Regions from separate parts of the Mus musculus genome. Here all the other regions are linked to region 2. Evidence: chromatin contacts called from public HiChIP or PLAC-seq data. All regions are on one chromosome and are shown on one strand. The core of a region is the stretch at or near the end of the contact, and the rest is flanking DNA. Distances in the headings are between cores, read along the strand shown.

What was found. HiChIP or PLAC-seq counts read pairs in DNA pulled down with a chosen protein or histone mark.
Region 1: a CTCF HiChIP or PLAC-seq map of the NIH/3T3 cell line shows a contact between it and region 2, with 6 read pairs. The contact joins the promoter of Shcbp1 here to the promoter of Elavl1 in region 2. A contact is called at or near these places in 1 of 39 promoter capture datasets (pre-B cells), 1 of 15 datasets of contacts at CTCF or cohesin (the NIH/3T3 cell line), 1 of 484 Hi-C or Micro-C datasets (CD4 T cells), 3 of 115 datasets of contacts at active chromatin or transcription factors (bone marrow-derived macrophages, memory CD8 T cells and thymic regulatory T cells) and 1 of 9 other capture datasets (liver).
Region 3: a contact with region 2 is called in an H3K27ac HiChIP or PLAC-seq map of bone marrow-derived dendritic cells, with 3 times the contacts expected there. The contact joins the enhancer-like site here to the promoter of Elavl1 in region 2. A contact is called at or near these places in 7 of 39 promoter capture datasets (the C10 cell line, the HPC-7 cell line, cranial neural crest and 4 more) and 1 of 115 datasets of contacts at active chromatin or transcription factors (bone marrow-derived dendritic cells).

The regions. Positions count from the first base shown.
Region 1 is chr8:4,777,572-4,780,940 of GRCm38.p6, forward strand. It overlaps Shcbp1 (Shc SH2-domain binding protein 1), which reads right to left and starts at 1,996. Exons shown (of 13, transcript NM_011369.3): 1 at 1,850-1,996. The coding sequence starts at 1,952. It also overlaps the pseudogene Gm6334.
Region 2 is chr8:4,323,067-4,326,353 of GRCm38.p6, forward strand. It overlaps Elavl1 (ELAV (embryonic lethal, abnormal vision)-like 1 (Hu antigen R)), which reads right to left and starts at 2,034. Exons shown (of 6, transcript NM_010485.3): 1 at 1,820-2,034. It also overlaps a transcript of Ccl25 not described here.
Region 3 is chr8:4,691,427-4,695,089 of GRCm38.p6, forward strand. No RefSeq gene overlaps it. Among named protein-coding and RNA genes, the nearest start is that of Gm6410, 18 kb to the left of the region's middle. Within about 2 kb of position 1,380, at least 1 of the 459 cell types and tissues checked has an H3K27ac peak or open chromatin away from gene starts, as enhancers often do. A contact at or near this core is called in bone marrow-derived dendritic cells, where this site is marked.

The sequences.
Region 1 (3,369 bases), core at 746-3,245, 450 kb after region 2:
GGTGGTTCATGCCTTGAGCCTCCAGTACAGGTGGAACTCTGAGTTGGAGGCTGGCTTGGTCTACATAGTGAGTTTCAGGTCAGCCAGGACTATGTAGAGGCCCTGCCTCAAAGTAAAAAAGGAACTGGGGATGGTAGAGCTCTTTCCTAGCATATGTAAGGTCACAGTTTGGCAAATAAAATTCCCATGATTAGGTACAATGAAGCTGAGGGTTAGAAAAGCTGGGTTAGGGCTGGGGCTCTATGAGGCGACAAGGCGGCAGACCTTCTGCACTGGCTAATCAAGAGTGAAAAACCTGAAGAGATGCAGGCAGGAAAACGGAATTAGACTAGACTTGCTATACAGTCAGAGAGAGACCACCTGGACTTCTGCTGTGAGCTTTGAAAATCCCACGGCCACATTCAAGGCAGTATTAGCACCCATGTTTCTTGGTTGTCCCTTGGTCAGGCCTGAGGAGCGATGCGACAGGCATGATGGAAGTCGAGTCCTCTTACTCGGACTTCATCTCCTGCGACCGGACAGGCCATCGGAATGCAGTCCCTGACATCCAGGGAGACTCGGAGGCCGTGAGCATGCGGAAGCTCGCTGGAGACATGGGCGAGCTCGCACTTGAGGGAGAAGCACAGGCAGAGGGAAGTACCCCAGACAAGGAAGCCAGCAGCCAGCCTGAGAGCAGTGATGCGAACACCTCGTCCTGAGTCTGCCTGTGGTCCCAAGGCTGGAAGAGACCTGCTGTACCTCCCGGACTGGAGCCCTGGCCAGCCAGGCCGACTGAGAGCCTCATGGAATCCTCTGTGGCCCCCACTCCAGCCAAGTCCTCCACCCACACCGCAGGCTCCACTCTTCCCCACCTCCCCACGGTGCTCAGGTACACTCTGAAGACAACCAGCACCACGAGATATTATTTATTCAGCTAGGCGGGGCTTGAGCCAGGCCCTGCCCCTAGGTGAGCAGCTGCCACCTGGACAGGGACTGTCCTGTCACCACTCACCCTCCAGCCAGCCTGTCTGTCAGGAAGATCTTCCTAGCCCTTTTTTAAAGCTTCTTTTACATTTTTAAAAAAACATAACTTTTTCAGAGAGAGAGAGAGAGAGAGAGAGAGAGAGAGAGAGAGAGAGAGAGAGAGAGAGAGAGAGAGAGAGAAGCTGACAATCACTTTTCTTCTGCTTTGGTTTTGGGTTTTGGTTTTGTTTTGAAAGCGGGTTTAAGCTCAGTTCTGATGATCTATGCAGCTCTAAGTTTCCTCATGGCGCCTCACAGATCCAGTTTGGGGAAAGGATTTGGATTCAAAACTAACTGACCAATTCTTTGCCCTTTTTACCAAAAGACTGATACTTAGGCCCAGGAAATAAATGCTGGTGGTTTGTGTTGGAAAAAAAGAAAAAAGAAAAGAAAAGAAAAGCTGGGTCAATTCTATTTCTGGATTCTATCCAAACTCAGCTCTGCTGTCATCTGTCCCCAGTGCATAGGATGAGAGTTCAAGGTTGTTTTTAAAAAGGAGAAGCGTAGCACATGATCCCTTAGATGTAGGTTAAAAACAAATCAATCAATCAATCAATCAATCAATCAAACAAACAAAAACTTGGCTCATGAAATAAATGAATACAAAGCCCCCTGAGTCCCTTCCGTCTGGGGAATGTCCACCCAGATCCAACCCCTTCTCTTCTCCGGAAGCTGAGTCAGGAGGATAGAGAGCCTAAATTGGCCACAGTATCTCCCGACTCCGAAGTCGTGAGAGCGGGGCCAGACCCAGCACAGAACTCCCCACCCAGGTAATCGCGTCCTTAGGGTGGCCAGGCCCGGCCGGCAACCACGAAAACAGCTCTCCGACTCGGGTTGAGGTGCTCACCTTCCTTCCAGGACGCCGGTTCCTTCTCCGCCGCCAAGTCAGGTCTCGGTGGAACCATAGCTATAGGTTCCAGAACTCCACCAGCCCGCAAATCATCAGCCATTTCAAATTTACGCGGGCGGCTGTCACAAACCAGAACGCGATGACGACATCTCTAGCGTCAGTACTCGACTAGAGGAGCATCTTCAGCTTTCAGTAACTGCTCTGATAGTCCTTCAGCGCCACCTGTGGGATTGGCGGACTGTTCTCGATCAAGTTCTTCCCAGTAACAAAAGGAAGTTGAATGTTGATGTAATTTGGAATGCTTTCTCAAAAATCAGCAAGGCAAACTTGGATGTTGAGCATAGTAGAAAAGATAATGAAAGTGAAATGATTAAGATATGCCATCTTGATTGACTCTATGTTTGCTTAAAGAGTTTTTAGGTCAGTTGACCTTGGCAACACCTTTAAGATTTCCAGAGCCTTGGCCATGGTCAGAGGTATTAAACGAAATAATTAGCAAGTTATGTCTAAAATAACTACTATTTTCTGCTAATAATAAATGCTTCAAGATTACTCTAACACCCACTTTACTTTGGTTTACCTTTAAAACTATATATCCTTGAGCTTTGTCAACAAGTAAGTTTTTAGGGGCTCAAGTTTGATCTCCAATAAAAAGGACGTAAAAGTTTTAATTGGCTTAATCAGTGTGGTTGTCAATTACAGTAGATCATTACAAACAACACAAAAGCAAACAAACAAACAAACAAACAAACAAAAACATGTATGTGTTTTAGCCACTGCTAGTGAATGCTATTACGTGTGTGTGTGTGTGTGTGTGTGTGTGTGTGTGTGTGTGTGTAAATCCCTTCATGACTCAGGAGCTGGCTACAGATGAAGCAATATTAGAATGTTGGTATAAGCAGCTCTGTCACTGTCACCATCAGGAACCAGACACTGGGTAGTTTCAAGTAATGTTAAATTATATTTAGATAGGCTGTGGTGGCATATGCCTTTAATTCTACTACTCTAGAGTCAGAAGCAGAGACAGAGACAGGAGGTAGGTCTCTAGGAGTTCCAGGCCAGATTGGTCTACAAATCAAATTCCAGTTCAGTAAGGGTGATATGGTAAAACGTCTCAAAAAGTTATATTTAGTATGCTATTTGATTAACTTTTAATAAATTAAACTGTAACTAACGTTAATAGCTATTATTTACTATACAAAATACTGCCAGCAAGTTTTACCTACAATATCTTATTTAAATTTCAAAAATCATTCTATGGAGCTGGAAAAATGTTTCAACTGATGGGATATTTGCTAGACAAGCATGAGGACGTGTTTGGTCCCCAGACCCACATAAAAAACTAGATATGATAGTAACCATTTGTAATCCCAGTGCTGGAAGAGGGATGGTTTGGAGACAGGACCACCCTGGATCTTATTGGTCAGCAAGTCTATCCAAATTGGCAAAGTTCAGGTTCAGTGAGAGAACTTATCTCAAAAAATAAGGTGGGGAGCCATAGAAAAAGACACCAGACC
Region 2 (3,287 bases), core at 784-3,283:
GAATGGGTATGTTCTTCAGTCTCTCCCTTTCTACTGCTGCCCAGGGACCTATCCCTGAACACAGCCAAACTGAAGTTGTTTCCCTCAAACCAGCACTTCAACAGAAACATTTCCTATTTCTCTCAGCTTCTTCACACTCCTTGAAGTCACAGCATTAAGAAAATATTTTTAGATTTATGTGTGTTTTGTTTGTATGGGAACCACATGTATGCTTGATGTTCTGCAAAGTCAGAAGAGGGAATGGGATCCTTTGGAACTGGAGTTATGGATGGCTGTGAGCCATCATGTAGGTGCGAGGAACTGAACACAGGTCCTCTGCAAGAGTAACAAGTGCTCCTGTTCACTGAGCCGCCTCTCCAGCCTCACACCATTTTCAAAACCAGACCTCAACAGTTTTGCATACACCAGTATTCAATATGTTGGCGGTATCTAGGACTTGCTTTCAAACCCTGCATTGGCCACTACAGTGCAAGAGATTATCCTGTTTCACTTTCTTCTCTAAAATGGATACTGTAACATCTACCTTAGGGGCTGGGGACATGCCCGTGAAGTATGAACACATGGTCCATTGTTGAAAGATTCTGGTGATTATTTTAACTGCATATTCCATGTGTACTGGGGGTTTCCTCACATCTTTACATCTGCACAATACTTTCCCCATGCTATTTCACAGGCATTTCAATACGGCTTATTCAAGATCTTAGGTGCTTCACCCAGATCATCGGATAGGGCTGGAAGAACTTTTCCAGGAAGACTGCTTAAAGATTTCTCACCTCTCTGTGTATGTGTTTTGGTGGAGGGAAAAAAACGAGAGAAAGAACCCTAGCAACGCCTCAATGTGTTTTTGGTACTCACAACTGGAAGAAGTAGGAGGCAGAGATGCTAATACTCAGTAGGCAGAAGAAGCCAGGCATGCTATCCAACTTTCTGCAATGCATAGGGCAGCCAGGCCCTCCCAACCAACCATTATCTGACTCTAACTGCCTGTAACAAGGAGGTTAAGAAAGCTTTAACATCCGATCTTGCCTCTTCTAGAGCTCTGGCCAGCGGTGTCCCACATGGACACTTCCGATAATGGAAGCTCTGTCTAGTGCAAAAAAGTTCTCCACCTGCTCTCCACATAGTAGGCGTCAAACCCATTTTGGCATGCTTTAGCAGCAGAAGACAAGAGAAAGGGAAGATCCATCATCACTACCCATTGTTCAACAGCGTGCAATTGCCTTTTTAATATTTACACGTTATTTTACAAATGAAAACGTCCCTAAAACAGCTTTGTTAGAGATGGCGATCAAAGAAAAAATTTCCCCTTTCTCTTCTAGACTTCTACACACAGACGAAAGGTTTGCACACTTCTAAAAGGACCTCATGATTCGTCGCGGTGTGTCCAGAAAATCGTCCACAAAAGAAATCTATGGGATTTCCCGAGGGAGCAAGTCTGTGGGCCATGACCTCTGGCGCCCAAGGTCCTCGCTCCACTCTTCCACCCCCGGATCACCGGGCCTCCGAGATCAACTATCCGGGGCCCCCCAAGCCTCGGAGCCCGGCCCCCCAAAGCGCGTGCCCACGCTGTGTCCTTCTCCCGCCTCTCTCGCGGGAGCCCAGAGGAATCTGGCCCGGCGGAGGCTTGTCGCCAACCTGAATCAAACAGAGTCGGTTCCCATTCGCCCAGCCGCGGCCCACACGCGCGTCTCCATACCCAGGCCTACCGCGGCCTGGGGCCTTCGGCCGGTGCAGGCCCGGCGGACGCCCGTGGGGCTAGGCGAGCTCAGGCCCTAGCGCGGCCTACTCTTTCGGAAGTCGCCGAAGCCTCCGGCCTCACCTGAACACGGGCGGGAAGGCCCGGGACTCTGCTCCGGGGCGGGCGGCGCGGCGATAACGGCTCCGCACGGCCTCGGCAGCGGTGGCGGCGGCGGCGGCGGCGGCAGAGCGGTAGCGGTAGCGGTAGCGGCGACGGCGACGGCGACGGCGACGGCGACGGCGACGGCTGCGGCTCCTCCTCAGCGCGCACGACCCGCTCCCCGGCCCCGCGGCCCAGACACGCCCCCTGCTCAGCGCGCTCTGCTATTGGTCAGTGTCTTTGAAGAAGCGACGCTCATTGGTTGGCATGGCTGTCGCGGTACGCGGGTGCGCGCGGCGTAGGCGGGACTTCCTGTCGGCGTCGTCCGCGGTGGACCAAGGCGCCCAGTGGAGTCGCGAAGTGGCTGGCGATGGCCGCGGAGAGGGTGAGTTGGAGCCTGGCCCGCAGTGGACGCCGTCTGGACGTCGAGGCCAAAGAGTGGCGCTCTTTATAGAACGCACGTCGTGTGATCCTCACAATGCGGGCTGTGCAGCCGCTTACGTCCAGAGAAAGCAAGTTGGTCATCGGGAGCCCTCGCTAGGAGGACAGGATCCCCGATTCGAATCCCGGCCCGGACATTTCCGGTCTGCCTGCAGTTGAGCACCGGCTGACGTCACTGAGCCGGGCCTCAGTTTTGTTATCTGGTGAAGCGGGTTAAAGGATGTGGTCAGCATGGTCAGCCTCTGGGAATCTAAAGTTAAAATTTCTTGGTTTTAAGATTTTTCTTAGTGTGTATGCATGGGTGTTCAGCCTGCATGTATGTTAACCCTGTGCACCATATGCGTGTAGTGCAGATGGGAGTCAGAGAGAAGGTCGGATCCTCCGGGGGACTATTGTTAACTGCGTTTGGGAGCCGACTACTGAACCCATGTCTTCTGTAAAAGCAGCCAGTGATCTTAATTGCTGAGCCATCTTTCCAGCCCCACTTCCTTCGAAATTTAAAATGCCTACTATGTGCCAGGCAGTCGGGCAGTGACCAGAAAAACAACTGCCTGTGCCTTTTGGAGGCTGCTGTTCTGGACTAGTGCTATCAGAAACGTATATGCCACCCTGTTTGATTGAAAACTTCTCTATTGTCTCTACCTCTGTCCACCGTTTTTTAGCGTGTTTGTTTTCTTTTAGTCGGGATCTTCCTAAGTAGTCCTGGCTTGGAACTTATAAATCACGCTGACCATTGCCTCATAGAGATCTGCCTGCCTCTGTTTCCTGATTGCTGGGGTTTAGGGTGATGTTTCATATGATCCAGGTTGGCCTTAAACTTTCTGTGTAACGAAGGATGTCAGTGAAATGATCCTTTTGCTTTCATCTCCCAAGTTCTAGGATTACAGGCCTGCAACACAGCCGCTGCGTGTAGGTAACCTTTTAAAAGTAGTTCTACAGGATTTGAAAAAAAGTTATATTCAAAATTTTTATATTATGTATGTATTTGTTTGTATGTATGTACGTGTTT
Region 3 (3,663 bases), core at 130-2,629, 370 kb after region 2:
TACACTGTAAGCAAGCAGAGAAACCATAAAGATCTCAAAACACATTACTAACTTGTTTGTAGGTTGGGTGAAAGTTTGATGTGTAATGGCAAGCTGCAAACAACATTTCTTAGAAAAATCATTTACAGTTTTTTTCTACTGAATCCACTAACCTGGATTTGCAGAGCTCTTGCTTTACACTGAGGAGGTGCGTCAACATACCTAACTTTTAAAATGGAAAAACATGTATGTCTTTCAAAATAATCTGAGCAACCACATGAAGAAAACAGCATTCTGCCAGTGTTTCTGAATGTAGGAGATCTCACTGACAAGGCTGTGGTTACTCTGCATAAACATCAAGTGGGACTGGGCAGCCCTGTAGGTAACTTCCCCATGAGGGCCTGCCTGAGAGACTAGAGATTGGTGATGCAGACAATGACAGCCAATCAGGAACTGCCACTTGGAGGCATGCTTGCTTGGGAACAATGGAAGCCATAAAGGGCGCTTCTGAAAAATAAAACTACTTTATTTTCTCACCTGTTCCAGAAGTCTGGGCTCCATGCCTTCTCAGTACTCAAGGGAGACATGGGGCAAGACTCAGGCAACATCTGAAGAGGTTTCTGTGTCTCATATACTGTGCTAAGAGTCAGGACAGAGACAAGGAGCTATGTCTTTACTTAGCAATCTCAAAGTAAGAAAAAATACAACATACATGGAGTGTAGAGGAGAGGCTGGGCATGGGGATAACAGTGTTGCTGTAAGGGAACTGGGGCATGGACAGTATTGCAAGTCAGTTCAGAAAAGAATACTTTTCTCTATTCAGATCAGGTAGAGTTCTCTTCAGCATGTTAGCTTTAGAGTATGAATTTTCCTTTCCCAGTGGTGATGCCAGGCAGGTCAGCTCAGCTACTTTAGCTAGACCTCAAGCAAGCCATGGAGTCAGCTTTCCTTGGATCAAACAGATGATAAAATCATCTTTTGAACCTGGATTCTTTCTCAAGATTTATCAAATCAGAAGCCCTTCACTATCTTGACACACTTCATAAATCCATTTGTAATTTTCAAAAATAGTTATCCTAGGATTTTCATCAATACTGTTAATGATGGTAGAACATCCCAAAAGTGGGAGGAAAGGGACTTCAGAGATCAGAGAAACTGATGGGTAGCCCTTCCCATGGTATCCACCTGCTCAGAGAATAGGGAGACTTCTGTACAAAAATAACCGGGGTTATGACAGGCCATTAGCAGGGAGTCAATGCATGAGGCAAAGTCAGGAAATTTCTGGCTGAAAGTTGAGTTCCTTCAGTGAAGCCATCCATTGAGGAACATAAGCTCCAGGGATGTGGCAGAGATAATCTGGTGTGCTCCTATTCAGAGAAGCCTTGGTGCAGCAAAAAAAAAAAGATGTTACAGATATTTCTCTTAGCAAACAAGGATCTGAAACTCTTTACACAATGCAGGATTCTCACATGCCTCTCTCTGCTCATTTATGACACAAATTGTTAAATGGTTGTTGCTTCCTTTGATGAGTTATTCTGATTAAAGATTATCTGAAAATGATCTACCATTTATTCAGTCTATTTTCTTCATCTCTATACACAAATGTCAAACTACCTGAGCAATTTTTGAAAAGAGAAATTAAGGAAGTTTTGTAGCCAGCCCAAAAGAAAAAATTTGAAGTCCAAATGCTTCACACACACACACACACACACACACACACACACACACACACACACCATCTTTAGAAGGAGCCTAAAACAGTTAAGTTTTAATGAAACTCAAGCACAGAATAATTCTGGTGAGGCTTGCATTAGAGAAAGGACTGGAAAAGCCATGCTTCACACTCTGTTCTTGTTCAGTTATGTCCTAGTTTTTATGTTTTCTCAAGAGACTGTGTCCAGCCTGACCCAAGAGTTATGTGCAATCTCTGAGGAAAACAGTCTTCCATCATTCCATGTTCTGTGCCAGTATCTCAGTAGTAGTACTATGGCCATTGTGAACCAAGTGATTCTTCACTGGGTGGGTCCAGGAATGGAAGAGAAGAACATAACCCACTTCTAAGGGTCCAGTCACTGGAGCCAGCAACATCCCCTCCTGTTCTATACAATAAAAAAATGGTTCTTGGGGCTGGAGAAATAGGTTGATGGCTAAAGATCTTGCTACATATACAAGCATAATAACTATAGTTTAGATCCCCAGCATCCACATAAATGCCAAGTGGGTGTGGCAGCCTGTCTATATTTATAATGCAGAGAAGGCAGACATGGTTTGCCTGGGCAAGCTGGCTAGCTAGACTAACCATATCCAAGAACTATGAATTAACTGAAAGACTTTGCTTTAATGATTAAGAAAGGAAGACTCACAACATCAACTTTGAGCCTCCAATGTACACATGCATGCATATCACACATGCACATAAGAAAAGGAAAAAAAAAACTTCTCTAGATACTGCCAAAATGTCTCCTGCAGGGTGAAATTCTCCCTGGTAGGGAAGCACTTCCCTGTGTCTGTGCCTCTGAAAGGGCTTAAAATGAAAGATTTCTTTCAAGAATTGATTGTTACTAAGTGGTACCAAGAACACTACCATTATACACTGATTAAAATTTTTTAGAAGATCCCACAACCCTTAAGAGGTCCCCACTTCTAAAAGTTTCATCTACACACACACACACACACACACACACACACAAACCTGTCTAGAACTTGTTTTCCAAAGAAGGGAACAGACTACGTTTTAAGCTTCTGCAAGTAAAGATTTAATCTATAAGAGTTAATGTTGATTTATTGATACCCGGCCTATAAAATGACTCAAAGGGTAGAAACTGTTGTCAGAAGATACAAGCCTGATGATCAGGGTTCAATCCTAGAACCCACAGAAAAGAGGAAAAAAAGAACTTATTCATATTGATTACGCCATAGAATACATACCCCATCCCTACTGTTTAAAATAATAATAGACCCTGGACTCCACCAAGACTACTCTGCACAGGTGAGAGTGTGGATTACAAAAGCTAACAGCTTCTGGGAAAGGCGGGAGTCACAGAGCTTCTGAGGCAGCCCCCTTTTCAGGCTCCAGACATCTGGGCACCTTCCCTGCCAGAGGCTAGGTGTCAGCCCGGCCCAGGAGTGCTTTGCCTGAGCATCTGTAGGAGACATCTTGGCTCTCAGACTCCACCAAGACTAGTCTGCACAGGTGAGGGTGTGGACTACAGAAGCTAACAGCTTCTGGGACAGGTCCTGTTTTGGACCTTCATCTTCTGCCAGGAGGCAAGTCTGAACGCCAGATATCTGTACACCTACCCTGAACGAGGAGAGCCTGCCTACAGAGAGTGCTCTGACCACTGAAACTCAGGAGAGAGCTAGTCTCCCTGGTCTGCTGGTAGAGAATAACAGAATCACGAGAGGAACAAGCTCTAGTCAGAGACAACTATAACAACTGACTCCAGAGTTTACCAGATGGCAAAAGGCAGATGTAAGAATCTTACTAACAAAAACCAAGACCACTCACCATCATCAGAACCCAGTACTCTGACCTCAGCCAGTCCAGGGCACCCCAACACACCCGAAAACCTAGACCTGGATTTAAAAGTCATATCTCATGATGATGGTAGAAGACATCAAAAGGTCTTTAATAACTCACTTAAAGAAATACAGGAGAACACTGGTAAAGAGTTGCAAGTCCTT